Linked DNA regions of Rattus norvegicus: region 1 is linked to region 2. A link is a contact called in public Hi-C data. All regions are on one chromosome and are shown on one strand. The core of a region is the stretch at or near the end of the contact, and the rest is flanking DNA. Distances in the headings are between cores, read along the strand shown.

The links. A called contact is a pair of places that touch in the nucleus more often than the background predicts.
Region 1: a Hi-C map of the A7r5 cell line shows a contact between it and region 2, with 6 times the contacts expected there. The contact joins the enhancer-like site here to the promoter of Ahr in region 2. A contact is called at or near these places in 10 of 12 Hi-C or Micro-C datasets (the A7r5 cell line, the Rat2 cell line, Schwann cells and 6 more) and 1 of 1 datasets of contacts at active chromatin or transcription factors (oligodendrocytes).

Annotation. Positions count from the first base shown.
Region 1 is chr6:58,259,529-58,263,888 of GRCr8, reverse strand. No RefSeq gene overlaps it. Among named protein-coding and RNA genes, the nearest start is that of Agr3, 110 kb to the left of the region's middle. Within about 2 kb of position 1,343, at least 23 of the 93 cell types and tissues checked have an H3K27ac peak or open chromatin away from gene starts, as enhancers often do. A contact at or near this core is called in the A7r5 cell line, where this site is marked.
Region 2 is chr6:57,996,598-58,000,985 of GRCr8, reverse strand. Ahr (aryl hydrocarbon receptor) reads left to right here and starts at 2,085. Exons shown (of 11, transcript NM_013149.3): 1 at 2,085-2,174. The coding sequence starts at 2,113.

The sequences.
Region 1 (4,360 bases), core at 94-2,593, 260 kb before region 2:
GTGTCATATACTACCTGATATACAGTGTCTAAGTCATAGCTATCTGTATATTGTTTATTTTTAAGTTATTACATGGAGGAGAGGAAATAAATCTATCTTGACTGTAAAAGTTAGAAAAACTCTCACTGCCGTGTTCACTAAAAGTTCTGTGTGACCCTGAATACATATTATCTCTTATACTAGTGAACTAGTTTTCCATCTTTAGCATTAAGGAAGGGTATTATGAAGAGAAGCACCAGAGGTCCTGGCTGGACGTTTTGGTTGCACCATAGAGGTTTGCAGAATTAATTAGCTAGGGGTGACCTAGTAAGATATAGATACGTCTGCCTTGAATTTGACTTCTGATATATTTGACTTCTTATTTGAAGACAGAATGTGTTTTCACTTTATTTCACAAGGTCTATATACCTTCATCCTTTTAAATAGCTACATCCTTCCTGGGCCACATTGTGAGATGACCTTTACGACACATAGTCATTAACAAATCTGTGACTATATAAGTGCAACCGCTTTATTCTAGGCTTGTGTTTTTTACCTCATCCAATGTTAGAGACCTGGCTTGGTTTACATTACACAGTTTAGAATAAAATAAAATATATTATCAGTAAAAATAGATCTTGAGAGAATAAAATCTAATGTTCTTTATACTCTTGGTAACATTTCTGTTTGATGGGACTTCAATACATATCTTTAGGGCCCAAATGTAGGTGCTTAGACAGTTATCTGCTATGCTTGTCTCTTAAATCTAGGGTCCTGTACATTGAAAGGCAAATAGGGTTTATTTGGAAAATTCTATCATGTAATTAGTTCCACAAGCAGAGACGATATAAAGGCCAAGATAGATTATAAGACCAAAATGGTGCATTGATTCAGTCAGCCTCTGGACAAGTTATGGAGTGAAATAAAGGCTCCTTCGTCTGCCAGATGGTACAAGCAAAAAGTTAAAAGAAGCAAAACCTTGGGTTCTCTGTGCCTGGGAGCCACTGGTGTCTCCATCCAAGAGCTGAACAAATGGGCTTTTGTGTACACTTGTGACAGCCCTTTGAAGTTCTGGCATCCCGACTGGCAGCTTTTTATATCTGGCCATCTTAAAGCAGGAGAGGTTGGGAAACAGAGAGGGGAAGGACCAAGAAATGTAGGTGTTGTCTGACTGGCTCCAAGCCCACTGGGTAAACATGCCAGCAACCTTCTCACAGAGATTACTTTTCAGAAATGGAAAGGGAGTGTCCAGCTTCGTTTAGAATGAAAATGAGGAAATGACTCTCAGCTGTCTACACACAACAAAACAACACTCCCGTCAGAGTGGCGGAGCCTTGTGTGAGTGGTATAGCAGACAGGATTTCTCTGCAGACTACAAAGTCCAGGTCATCTGCAGGAATGTTTATACTACAGTATCTCTAGTACCCAGCCCTCGGATTCTTTTAATAAGACTCATGGTCTTTGTTTTCTTCAAAGAGTTCTCATAGACTTTCCCTGAGACAAGGGCCTCTCTGCTTTTCTGGAGGATCTCTTAATAGAATTGCATAGGAGGTCAAACGAACGGCCTTTTGTTTTGAGTTTAGGACCGAGCTTGAAGCTCTGAGGTTCGGTTTTCCCTTCAGACCTAACTTTTTGTGTGGTCCTTCTCCACAAGCAATTATTTCCTGCATTTTCTGAAAGATTAAATAGATCAAGCCAGTAACACTCATAGGAAAGAAAGAAGGTTTGTATTCAATTTCAAATACATACAATTAATTTTTAAACACCAAAGGCTTTAGCAAGCTCTGGTGTCCAGCTTAGCAATAGTCCAAGAAGAAAAGAAAACAACACAGGAGAGAACCATAGGATCCTTTATTTTGGAAAATAACAATAGTCAAGCACTTAAACACTGCAAACAATAAGACACTATCCAGTCACGAGCATCACTGGGTAACATTAGCTATAAGAAATGTATTTTAGATAGATCATCATTTTTGGTGTGGTTATTTGGCACATATTCTACAAGACAAAATTTAATTTGGGTTAGCTATTAAGAAAAAATGTTTCAACTCATGAAGAGGAGACGTAATTAAATAAAGTAATTATGTATTCTAGGTATAGAATGAGTGCCAATTACCTTTATCACAGTTAACATCAAGGTTAGCCAAAATGTGAGCTAATTCCCCTTTAATAATTTGGATACTTATCAAATTAGAAACAAATGAAATGATAACTTACTGAATTCTTAAGAATATTATTATAGGGTCACTATAGGGTAGGTGGATTTCGTTTGTTTTTGGTGGTGGAGGAGCCTACAAATATTTGAAGAAAGGTACTGGCAACATATTTTTGGGTTCCAGTTGGACATAGGCTGAAGATGCCTCCTAGCCATCCCAAGTTGTATTCTCTAAAACATAGTGATGACAGGGACCATGAAGACCTCCCAGGAGATGGCAGGGCTTTCCCCAGAAACAAGAGCAGTAAATATGACAAGGAGACATTGAACCCACCCACATTTATGTTTATTTTCTTTCTCTCTTACAAACAAACAGAAAAACATGAAAACAAACCAGAAGCAGCCCAACATAAAGACAAAACAAACAAATGACCAGTAAGATTTAAAAAAAAACCCAAACAAAGTAAAATGAAACAAAAAAGTCCAGAAAACTGTCACTGGGGTTGTTTCATGTTGGGAACTATCTCCTGTGGGCAGGGGATAACTAGTCAGGGACCAAGTCCTGTGCCTGCCCCAGGCGGAACTTCCTAGAGCTGGGGTGGTTAGACTCAGTGCATATGCAGGCATGAGGCTTGGCTCTCACAGAAGGACAAGCAACTGCTCTAGTCCTCTAAGGGGGCAGAGCCAGGAGCCAATAACCAGTGCAACATGCTAGCTGAGCAGCAGAGACGTAGTAAACTTCGGGAAAAGGTGAAAAGTCAACTGATTTGATAAGATACCTGGTAAGTCCTTAAAGAGAGAGTTACAGATTAAAAGGAAAATATTTTCTGAGTTAAAAAGTGGAGAGAGACACAATGACATGATGCTTCTGGATCCCATATGATTTTGTTTCAGTTATCAGCATAGAAATAATTTTTTGAAACAATTACAATTTATATATCCCTTAAAAGAAAGATCAGAATGAAACAGAATTAGGAAAGTAAAAACTAAAAAATTAAATGCTAGATTGGAAGCCTTAGAAGAAAAATTAGAGAGGTTTATAATAAGAATGAAAATGATATCAAAATGATAGAGATATATAAAAGGGAAAAGATGAAAAATGGAGACAAGTCTTAGAAGAAAAAACTATAAATGAAATTGAGGAAAGATACTGAGATAGAGAGAGGGGAGGCAAGGCCAGAACCTATAGCACCACGTTGTAACAAGACTGCAAAAAGGCAGTCTATATCAGTTAAAAAGCCTAAAGTGATTTTTTCCAGCTCTGATAAGGGAATTAAAAGGAGATGAAAGAAATCTACAGGGTTGTCAAGAATCTGAGTGGTAACTCGTAGAGACACAAGATTTAAAATTATTTAAGGAACCAAAACCAACCTATGGCTTACATTCACTATGAGTGAAACAGATGCTTCAGTGGGTATCAAAAGCATCTAATTCCAAAAGATTGAGAGATTTGATGATATCCATCTTAGAGCCTGGCCCTCAATTACAATGACTAATATGGTAGAAATATGAGGTTTCAATCATGGAGCAAGGAAGTAGGACTAGACGAATTGATACTGTCAGGATCAGAAGGCCCATATTCTGAATTGAGAGTAGAGATTGACCTCGATGATGCTCATCTAGAACAATAGCCTTAAATGCTTGGGACAACCTGAATCATTTGCAAAGAGAATCCAGGGTTCAAATGAATTTTTTACTAACTTTTTTTACAAAGACCAACTACATCTCTGAATAAAACAATATCAGATTCAACTGCTAGAGAAATTTTAATTGAATCTTTAGCTTTTGAAATGCTAATGTCTAATAGTAAAAGGCTATTAGACCTTTAAGGGACAGATCTACACCTCTTTATGAATGGATTTATACTACTACAGATATAGAATATAATACTCACAATTCAGTTACGGTTGGATAAACAATTATGGGAGATATAAAAACACAAAATGTCCATTGTTGTGGCTGTGAAAGATCAGGTCCTTCCCTAAAGGACTGCAGACAAACAGTTCCTAAGGATAATTTTTTTATACTACTACTACTACTACTACTACTACTACTACTACTACTACTACTAACTACTATTACTAATACTATTGAAACAATTTTGGGAGAAATTTTCCTGTGAAATGTAGAAAATGTGGAAGCAACAGACTCATGAGCAACAGGTCATGAATGTAGGTTATCCAAAGATATTCAAGGCACTTCCTTAAAGTTGGAAAACTGACTAAG
Region 2 (4,388 bases), core at 836-3,335:
ACTATTAATTTAAACTCTTAATTGGTTTCCAATATTAGCATGCAAAGGGATAGGCTTAATGAAAGGTATGCATTACCATGCTCCGATTCTGCTGATTGCCCCCAGTTCCTTACCCTGCTCCGCTGGCTTCCTCCCTCAGGAGTCCCTCTTCTCATTTTTTGCCACATGTGTTCTCTTGACTTTTTAGTTTCTCTTCTCACCTCCAACCCAAGAGCTCCTTTTCCCACTCTCATGATCGCTTTCCTGGTTGGGTAACAATCAAAATCTACATCATATGTGAGAGAAAACATGAGGTGTTTGTCCTTCTGTGTCTACCGCCTTCAACACAGCAATCTCCAGTTCCACTCATTTACCTGCAAATGTCATGATTTCAGTTTGCTTTAGGGTCCCATAAAACGCCATTGTGTAGACGCACCATCCATCCATACGTTGATGAGCATCTAGTCTTGGCCCACTCCTCACCTGTTATGAATGAAGGGCCTTCGGATATGTGCACAGAAGTAGTATAGCTGGCCATCTTGCCGATCTGTTTTTAGTTTGCTGAGGACCTCCATTCAGAGTTCCACAGCGGCTGGACCAGTTCACACAACCACCCACAGTGATGAAGGGTTCCTCTTCCTCCACAGTCTCGGCACCATTTGTTGTTCTTAGCTTTCTGGATGTCCTTTTCCTTGCTGCCATGCATCCTCTCTTCTAATCTCTCTCAAATCTATAAAACGCACCCAACTTCATCTGCGTCTCCACCATGTCCAGCATCACCGCCCTGACTCCCAAAATGCACTGCTCTGCCTCTATTCTTTGGTGGTTAACAGCCAACTTCCCTCCTTTACTATCTCTGCCTTCTTCTCCCTCATCCCTATTGCTGTGCCATCGGACTTGCACCTGCACGGCTTCAGACTTCATCAACTTCCCAGCGACTCTCTCTTCATCCACTTTGCTCCCGAGTAACAGAATTGCCACCTCTTCCCACAGTGACTTTCCCGAGATAGCAGGAATAGTATCTTCCAAATTCAGGCTTTAAAAGTGTCCCATCGCCTACAGAATGAGACCCAACTTCTTTATTAAGGCTTGATGATTGGTTTCTTGGTTTTCTGAGTATCCATTACATTTTTTTTTCCTACCACCAGATCTACCGGACTACCAACAAAGGCTCAGCTCTCTGGTCATAGTCTTAGTACCTATCCTCCCATTTCTCAGCACCCCTATGCTTCTTTCCTACACATCTTCCTGAAGTCTGATGAAGAAAAAGATATTTTATTACCTTCTGTAGATACAGTAAATGTGGGAGGGAAAGGTATTATAAAACTCCTGGCCTTCAAGGCTCAACTCTGTAGGGCTTCTGTAGCTTTCCCCTTAGAGTGCTCTTCAGTCACAGTATTTATCAACCAGCTCAATGTAAAATCTTTGTCAAAACTTAGATGACTCAACTCTAGGAGGAGCTAAGCTCTTTGCCTAATAAATCTTGATGTCTGGGTACAAGGAATTTGCCCAGACATAATGTGGCCTCACACTCCCTTCCAGGCTGGAAAACAGGTACTAGTTGAACACCACCCCGCCTCCAGAACCTCTGGCTGGAAGAAATGTAGGGAGACACTACGTCCTGCGTCATCACGTGCTGCGAGGAGGGTGGGGCCCTCCTGGGAACCGTGAGGGGCGGGGCTGAGCAGGTGGGGCGGGGCTGGAGCCCGGGGCGGAGCTGCGCGGGGTCGCGACAGCGGAGGAGCGGGCTCGCGGCGGGCGGCAGCGCGTGTGTGCGGTCCCCTCGACGCTCGGTGCCCCACGCGTGTCCCGGAGAGGTTCAGCCCGGAGCGACCCGGAGGACGGACTGGTAGACTCTGGGGTGGCAGCCTTGCTGGGCTTTGAGCAGCGCGGGCTTATCGCCTGAGCAGGGAAGCCCTTGAGCACTACGGCTCCTCCTGACCCTCGGGACCGGGCGCGGCTGGCTTGCGGGTTTCTCCTCCGCGGCTAGCCCGGGCAGCCCCGCGTCCCCTCTGTCGCCCGCACCTGCGCGTCGCGGTCGGTCCCGCCCTCGGTGGCGGCGGCTCACCTGGGCGCAGCGCGGGCAGGGCGCCGCCTCCGGGACGCAGGTGGAGCGGGCAGGGCGCGGGCACCATGAGCAGCGGCGCCAACATCACCTATGCCAGCCGCAAGCGGCGCAAGCCGGTGCAGAAAACGTGAGTGACGGCGGGCAGGCGCGCTCTGCGGGTGCGGGAGGTCCCCACGCGTGCAGCCATCCGGGAGCAGGGGCTCAACCAATGCATTAAAAAATTCGTCCCTGCTTTCGGGCGCCTGCACCTTCGCAGCTCAGCGACCTTCCCTGGCCCTGATTCGTTGACAGCTCTGACCTACCTAGTGCCTCTCTGGCTTAGTTAGTTAAGCCTGCCTGGAAATCCTCCACTCTAGATCTCCACCGTGGTGAGCTTTAGGGGACAGCTCACTGAGGTGAGAAGTTGGCCAGAGCTAAACACGTGCCGTCTTGAAGGAGGGGTCCTGGCCTCTGAGGGAATTTCTTTCTGTTCTTAGCGTCTAGCTTTCTGTTTTGCTCTTTCCTTTACCTCTAGGCAGCGATTTTGCCGGGCTCAGAATAGGCGCAGAGTTGGTAGCAGGTTGGAGTGTGCCTTGGACAGGTGCTCGGGCGGCTTGGTGGCATTCATAGCCACTCTTTAGTGACACTTTCTTCCTCCTTTTGGAGTGCTTGTAGGGTATATAAAATTTTTTAAAAATTAAGGAGAGGAAAAAGAACTGGACTGACTTCTAAGTTATTTCTACTGTCTACCTGTAATTCATCTCCCCTTGCTTATAAAGTTTTGCCGATTCTAACAGTGATTACAGACTTTGGTCTTTGTTTCCATGGGCTATTTCTGTGAGATGGGAGATATTCATAAACATTTTTTTTCACAGAAAAGAGATCCGAGCATGAGACAGGGTTCCATTTAGGAGTTGGGTGTATTGATGCATTCATTCATAATTATCTTGGAGTTTCCACAACTCACCATTTCTTATTTTTTTAAATAAATTATTTTAGGAACACTTTCAGGTAATCAGTAGTGTGCATTTTGCTTGAAACCTGACAGCCATCACCAAGTGAACCAGAAAAATAAGATCTTAAGATTTATACACTGTTTACAACTAGTTACTAACTTAGAACTTGGGTTATTTGTGGATTTTAATTCCGTTAAGAATTTCAACTGTCATAGTTCTTCAAATCTTGACTTAAAAATTAATTTTAAGAGGAGATGCTTGTGTATAAATAGTCTGATCAGAATTTGGAAATTTTATGGTACACTTTAAAGGACGCAAATATCGTTGACTCAGCAGTTTTCCACCTCGGCAGTTCTTTGGACCCCGGCTTTCAGCGCCTTGTTATTTTGTAAAATGGTTTCTTTTTATTAAACCATGTTTGCTCAATTTGACTTTGTTCCTGATGGTTAAAGTTTCAGAGGCTTTTAAGTGCTTGTTCCCTGTTTTTGTTAATAGTAATACTAACTTAGCCTGAGATGAAAAAAACTCAGATGTTATGTACAAGGGCGTAAAGTCTGAAGCTCCCCGTGAGTTTTTTAAATAACTGATTTTCTCTGTGTTTCTTAAGGATGTAAACTGCTTTTCATACAAAGGTAACCATCTCAGAGGTTGCTCTTTATAACGTTGGATATCTTTAGTTTCCAGTCAATATAAAGAGCTTCCTTTTTAACACTGCAACACTTCCCCTTAGATTAAGATACCTTTAACTGTATTGCCACTATTTGTGTTTGATAATTTCTCACAACTGAACTGTTGTCCCCACTAACTTATATTTTATTTTACATGGTTCTTGACTTCTGTACTGAGCCCCTTTAATCAACTCTAACCCTTCATAGGCCTTAAAGGTCACCACTTGCTTTGTCGAAGACTTTTAGTGCTAGCACTTAGATCCTCTAGTGAAAGTACTTACATTTTTCCCTCCGAGTAGAAAATAGTGAACTTTATAATGCACATAATCAAAGTTCATCCTTAACAATTAGATCATTGAGCTTTAATATGTCTTTAAGTTAAACTACTTCTATGCAGTGAGGCCCCCAAATACCTCAATTTTAGGAAAAACACAAAGATGTGTTGACCGTGCTTTCTAATTAACTCGAACCCTTCAAGGGAGAGCTGTTTTATAAGGAGCATGTGCACTGTAATTCTACAGTGTTAAATAATGTCATATTTAGACAGTTCCATGAAAATTTGGAGTAAAGTAGGTGACATGATTTCAACTTGAAGCTTGTTCATTCTTCAAATGAGGATCTAGATACAAAATAAGCTCCCTCTGGTGGCTGGTCTCACCATGACAGTTATCGGGAGCAGGAAGTGAGTTTGAAATGTGTTCAATTTCATCCCCGTACAGTGTTTCATATGCACTGCCC